Linked DNA regions of Oryctolagus cuniculus: region 2 is linked to region 1. The links are chromatin contacts, called in public Micro-C maps. All regions are on one chromosome and are shown on one strand. Each heading gives the region's core, a stretch centred on a gene start, on an enhancer-like site or on the middle of the called end of the contact. The rest is flanking DNA. Distances are from core to core; before and after follow the strand shown. Region 1 holds the start of RND3 (Rho family GTPase 3). Region 2 holds the start of MMADHC (metabolism of cobalamin associated D).

Region 1 (2,909 bases), core at 386-2,885:
ACCCTAAAGCTTTGCAGGATAACCTTTGGCGAGAGTTTCTCTAGGAACCTCAGCAGGGTCAGCCACCCTCTTCTCCATAGGACTGCCCTCCATCATTGTCAACATAGACCCACACATTATGTCTGAGTCACACATGGAAGCTCCAATTTTCTCAATTCTGAAAGGAAGATGAGACCATCTGAGGACCATCTGAGGACCATCTGGTCTTCCTGATCCCAGTTGCCCACTACTTATGTCACTCTTCATTGTGCATTTTCACAGTGTGAACTTCCTGTTTTTTTTTTTTTTTTAATGTTTTTCTTTTTACCTCACCTTCTTCCCATTTGCAAGCCTAGAAGTGTCCATAGAGGGATGTATCAATTATTTTTGGTCAATATCCTCAGTATAATTTTTTAAATAACATTTATTGATTTATTTACTTTAAGACAGAGTGACAGAGAAAGGAGAGATATCTTCCATCCTCCATTGTTTCACTCCTTAAATGCCTGTGACAGCAAGGACTGGGCCAGGAACAAGGCATGAACCTGGGACTCCATCTTGGTCTCCCATGTGGGTTGGCAGGGACCCAAATATTTGGGTCCTCATCTGCTGCCTCCTAGGCACATTAGCAGGAAGTCAGATTGAAAGTGCAGTGGGAATTTGTCCCAAATGCTCTGATATGGTATGTGAGCGCCCAAGCCGCAGCTTAACCCTTTGCTGCCACAATGCCTGCCTCTTCACGACAATTTAGTAATTGAAATTCCCTGACCATTTGGACTAAAGGAGATGAAGAAAAGAAGAATGACTTCTTATAGGAAAGTTGGCATAAGAAAAAGAAACATGTAGGCTCTTTCTGGTCCTTTGTAAGGCTCCTGTTCGGGGGAGGGAGCAGGAAAGGGCTGGGGGCATGGATCCACATGGTTGGGGGAAGGACAGACAGGTCGAGGGGGATTTTGCTAGCTGTCTTCAGCTGAGGATATTTGCCCCTTCAGAGTTCAGCCAGGAGTGCTTTCTTGTCCAGGGAGGGGGAGCCTAAGATAAAGGAGTTGAAAGGCAGTATTAAAACCCCCTTCCCCACCACCCCAGTATCCTCTCTGCAAGGGTAGGAGGACCAGTGGGAGGTGCAATTGGCCCAGTGTTGTGTGTTTGGGTCCCCAGTACAGTGCGTTGAGTTTGTCACTCTCAGCTATCTTTCACTTCTCTTCCCTTTCCCCTCCTACCTCCTCTAAACCTTCCTGCCTCCGCCTGAACGACTGAAAGGGACAAGTTTCAAACACCAGTCTCTTATTGTGAGGCGGGCAAGAAATAACCTGGCACGGCTATTGTTCTATAGCCTGTGTCCCTGATACAAACTTAAAAAAAAAAAAGGCAGAAAAAGAAAAAAACTTAACCCTTGCCCACCCAAGTATTTGCTTCCCATGCTTTCTAAGGATGCTTGGACTCGGCGGGAAATACGATGCGTGTTTTCACAAATGTTCCTGAGGGCGCTGCGGATCAGCCTCCGTGGAAACAATCTGAAAGGCATTCTAATACAAATCAATAGGCTCAGCTGCCCACCTCCTCCTGGCTTTATCCTGCCCCTACACCCCTCAGCAAGACGTCCTCGCTGCCTGCCCCAGCCTTGTTTGCAAAGAGGTCCCGCACCGTCACCCTAGAGGGCGCACTACTAACATTTTCCACAAGCAGCGCGCCGGCGCTCGCTCCCAGGCTCCATAAAAGGGGAGGAGGCGGATCGGTTTCCTTCTCCCATTGAGAAAGAAGGGGATTGGAAGGCCGGGCGTATAAAGCCGCGCAGAGAGCGTGAAACAAAGCAGTCGGATCGGAATTGGACTTGGGAGGCGCGGTGTGGAGTCAGGCATAAAACTTGTTGGAGGGGAGCAAGGAGCCTGCCCCTCTCGCTCTCCGTGGCTGCGCTGCGCTTCAGGGGCTCCCACTGGCCTTGCGATTTATTTTTATATCTGCCTTTTATATAAAGAGAAATATATATTTTTTCTTCTTAAGAGAAAATTTCTGTTCCAAGAGAAAATAAGGCAACATCAATGAAGGAGAGAAGAGCTAGCCAGAAATTATCTAGTAAATCTATCATGGATCCTAATCAGAACGTGAAATGCAAGATAGTAGTGGTGGGAGACAGCCAGTGTGGGAAAACCGCGCTGCTGCACGTCTTTGCCAAGGACTGCTTCCCCGAGGTGAGTGGCGCCGGTCCCCGGGACCCCGGTCTCCAGGCGGGCTTCCCTTCGCTTCTTCCCTCCGCGCGTTTTTCCCTTTGAAAGTCGTCTTCCTCGCCCCTTACTACTTAATCCTGGTGAGAGTGTTCGGAAAGGGAAAGTGCGCTGGAAGCGTTTAGGGTCCGGACGCGGCCGCACACGGGGCCGTTCGCTCCCGAAACTTGTTGGTTTCTGCGTGCCGGAGCTCCGGGTCGGAGCGTCTCTGAGAGCCGGGTGCGGCCAAGTGGGCAGTCGGGCAGGGGTCCGGGAAGCGTCCGCGCGTTGTAGTCTGATGTGTGCCAGGTGTTTTTATTTTTATTTTAAATTGGGGAGCGGGGAGTGATTTCCAGAGGGTGTTCAATGAGTGCCATGCGTTTGAAGGTAACCTCTTTGCCCTCTTTCCTACCATCTCTCTCTCTTTTTTTTTTTTTTGTTCAGAATTATGTGCCCACGGTGTTTGAGAATTACACAGCCAGTTTTGAAATCGACACACAAAGAATAGAGTTGAGCCTATGGGACACTTCTGGTAAGAGTCGCCAGACCGCGTGGCGCTTGGGGCGGGCTTCCAGCCGCTGGGGCGGGGTGGGGGTGCGCGGCGGGTCTCGGGGCCCCGCACGCCCTAAACCCGCTGCACCCGTCCGGTACCTTGGCCCCCTCCAAGGAGTTCCCACGGTCTCCGCTTTTTTGGGTGGGGGCGGGGGGCGACAGTGGGGAAAGGGTTGG
Region 2 (2,952 bases), core at 326-2,825, 990 kb after region 1:
TCCATTCACATCAAGATTCATTTTCAATTCTCTTTATATACAGAAGTTCAATTTAGTATATATTAAGTAAAGATTTCAACAGTTTGCACCCACATAGAAACATAAAGTATAAAGTACTGTAGTTATAGCATTAATTCACATAGTACAACACATTAAGGACAGAGATCCTACATGGGGAGTAAGTGCACAGTGACTCCTGTTGTTGACTTAACAAATTGACACTTTTATTTATGGCATCAGTAATCACCCTAGGCTCTTGTCATGAGTTGCCAAGGCTATGGAAGCCTTTTGAGTTCGCCAACTCTGATCTTATTTAGACAAGGTCATAGTCAAAGTGGAAATAATTTTATTTTATGTCACTTATGTTTGCAATGTAAAGGCCCCAAATGACCAATTTCTTTGGAGCTTTTCTGCAAATTCCATTCCTGAAGGACCTGACATCCAGATTTTGATAAGAGACCAACAAAGAAAAAGAGCTCCTCTCTTCCTTTTCTTGCTGTGTATCTGATATTTTCTCTGAGAAAACACTCATTTCTCTCCCACCTCTCAGCTTGAGTATAATGACTTAGTCACTCACCAACTTTAGAACAATAAATCCTCAGCATTAAAAAGCACCAGTTTAAAAAAAAAAAGACAATTTGAGAAGAAGCATTTTTGCTTTCCATTCTATTTTGACAAGCTAATTTCTAGGATGGAAAGGAAAAGAGGAAATAAATGTGCACCATGCGGAGTGTTGGGCAGCGACAATTTTCTGAGAGGGCCTTTGAGATGTCAAATGATACTGACACAAACAAAAGAATACGTAAATGAGGAAAACAGCCAACTCTCTCATGCAGAGGTGTTTCAAATCATTGTGAAGATACACTGCCCTCAGAAGAGGGTGAGCCTAACTTCCCACTCCTACAACTGGGAACGCACATGGACATCCTTCCAAAGGGTGTCACGGAACAGGCTGGGAGAAAGAGAAACTTCACAGTGCGGAAACTGAACAAGCACTAAGCGACGAAAGTTAGCACCAACAACGGTAAGCCAGTAGTGTTGTTATCATAATGATAAGTCTCTGATACGTTGTGCTGAGAGGGGCGCTGTATCTCCGCACTCAAAAATCCGCCACCTCAGTCCATCATGAGAAACAGGTCAGGTAAACCCGAGGGGAGGGACTTTTGACAAAATGCCTGAAGACGATGTTTCAAAACTGTAAAGATTACTGGGGGGTGTGGGGGAGGTCTGAAGAACTGTCACAGTTTAGAGTCCGTGGAGCCACGGCAAGTAAATGTGACAGGGAATTCAGGAAGGCTCCTGGAACAGAAATGACCATTAGCTCACAACCCAGGGTCCAGGTCAATGAAGTACGCGATTCTGACAGAAAAACAGGAAACTGCGCCTCCTGGAGGCAATCAGAAAAGTTTGCGGTGAGAGGAATTCTGAAAGGGGTTCAAGGAGTCAAGGAGCAAGCTCTGTAGCCCTCTCCACCCCACCTTTCCTCCTCCCACGTCGTCTGCCCGGGAGCATCCTACCGAAAGTCAGCGCCACGTAGGCCTACGTGACACGCGTGCGCATCACCGACTCGACGATCCTTCTCATCGATGCGCTCGAAAGTGACTAGTTTAGCCTGGCCGCTGCCGGCGTAGTCGCTGCTGTCGCTGTATTCGCCGCCGCCATTTCCACGGCGGGAAGAGTCTGGTTCTGGGGCAGGTGGAGGCGGCGGTGGTGAGTGGTGCGGCCGGCTTCCTCTCGCGTTAGCCTCTCCACATTCCCCTGCCTTCGGGCCAGAGCCCTGGGTATTGCCCCCATGCCTACGAGGCCCTAGTCGTCCTGTCACCCTACTTTTAGGCTCCCTTCTTTCTCACGCCCTCAGCTCGGTCCGAACAGCTGGGAGCTGTCGCCACACGACCCGGATCTGTGTTCAAACACTTGCTTCGGCCCTCAGGACTCCGGCCTGGCGGGTCCGAGTCCGAGGCGAGCCGCCGCCGCCGGGCGGGCGCTCTGCGCAGCCTCCTGAGGGCGGGGGACGGGTCCTGGCCACCTCCTCGTTGGGTCCGGGTTGAGCTCAGACTTTGGTCCTGCGGTGGGCGAGGCACACGGAGGAGGAAATCGTGGACCTTACCCGAGCCGCCCGTGTTAAGAGTTCAGTCTGTCACGAACCTGTTTTGTTTTGTCCTTTCCCAGGAGTAACTTTACAAACAGGGGAGCCTTTGCGTCTGCCTGCTCTGCCAGATATGGCCAATGTGAGTAAATAGTCCCTTAAAATCGGTCATCTGGTTTGGGAACTTCTTAGGAAAGGGAGGGATTATGATGGCGTTGGCGGGGTCATGTTCTACTGAAGGTTTCAAAAATGCCAGGATAGCAAGAAGTGTGAAATCCTTGTTATGTTTGGAGGTAACTTGAGCACATTCTTTTAAATGCGTGTGCACTTCTCTAATTTCAGGTTTATATAGAAACTCAGTGCAAGTACCCCTTCCATATTTTTTAAAGACATTGTTTCAGTAGATTAGAATATTTAAGCCCCTTTTTCTCTGTAGCAGTTTCAGTATAAGAAATGACCTTTCAGATTCCACAAAATGAGAGCAAGAGCACATACTATTCATGTGAGTGAAAGATCCTGCCGTAGGCGTTCATGTAATAAGGGCACATGAAACATAGGAAAACAGGTGTAGAAAGAGTACAGTCGTGCCATTTACAAAGCTTTGAAAAAGTAAAAAGCAGATTCAGAGCTTTGTGGAGAGGGGATAGCAGGGAGTTGGGATCATTTAGTGGTCAGAGCTTTTAACTTGAGTTTTGAAAATGGATGGCACTTGAGAGAGTGAAGGTGTAGGTGAGGAAACTAGGGGGCATATTTAGAGAACGCGCTTCAAATATTAAGAAGTCATTCTGCCTTCTCAAATAAAAGATGTGTGAAAACGATTAATGGAAAGGGAAGGTTGGATTGTGAAGTGGGGACAAACTAATACC

The links. Hi-C and Micro-C count contacts between places; a contact is called where the count stands out from the background.
Region 2: a Micro-C map of ear pinna shows a contact between it and region 1, with 5 times the contacts expected there. The contact joins the promoter of MMADHC here to the promoter of RND3 in region 1. A contact is called at or near these places in 5 of 6 Hi-C or Micro-C datasets (ear pinna, embryonic fibroblasts, liver and 2 more).

The regions. Positions count from the first base shown.
Region 1 is chr3:91,564,380-91,567,288 of mOryCun1.1, forward strand. It overlaps RND3 (Rho family GTPase 3), which reads left to right and starts at 1,636. Exons shown (of 5, transcript XM_002712156.5): 1 at 1,636-2,168; 2 at 2,625-2,712. The coding sequence starts at 2,019.
Region 2 is chr3:92,554,443-92,557,394 of mOryCun1.1, forward strand. It overlaps MMADHC (metabolism of cobalamin associated D), which reads left to right and starts at 1,576. Exons shown (of 8, transcript XM_002712155.5): 1 at 1,576-1,710; 2 at 2,170-2,228. The coding sequence starts at 2,220. All of the region lies in intron 1 of LOC138848997 (a long non-coding RNA gene), which reads left to right. LOC103348757 (a long non-coding RNA gene) reads right to left here and starts at 1,658. Exons shown (of 3, transcript XR_007920401.2): 1 at 1,518-1,658.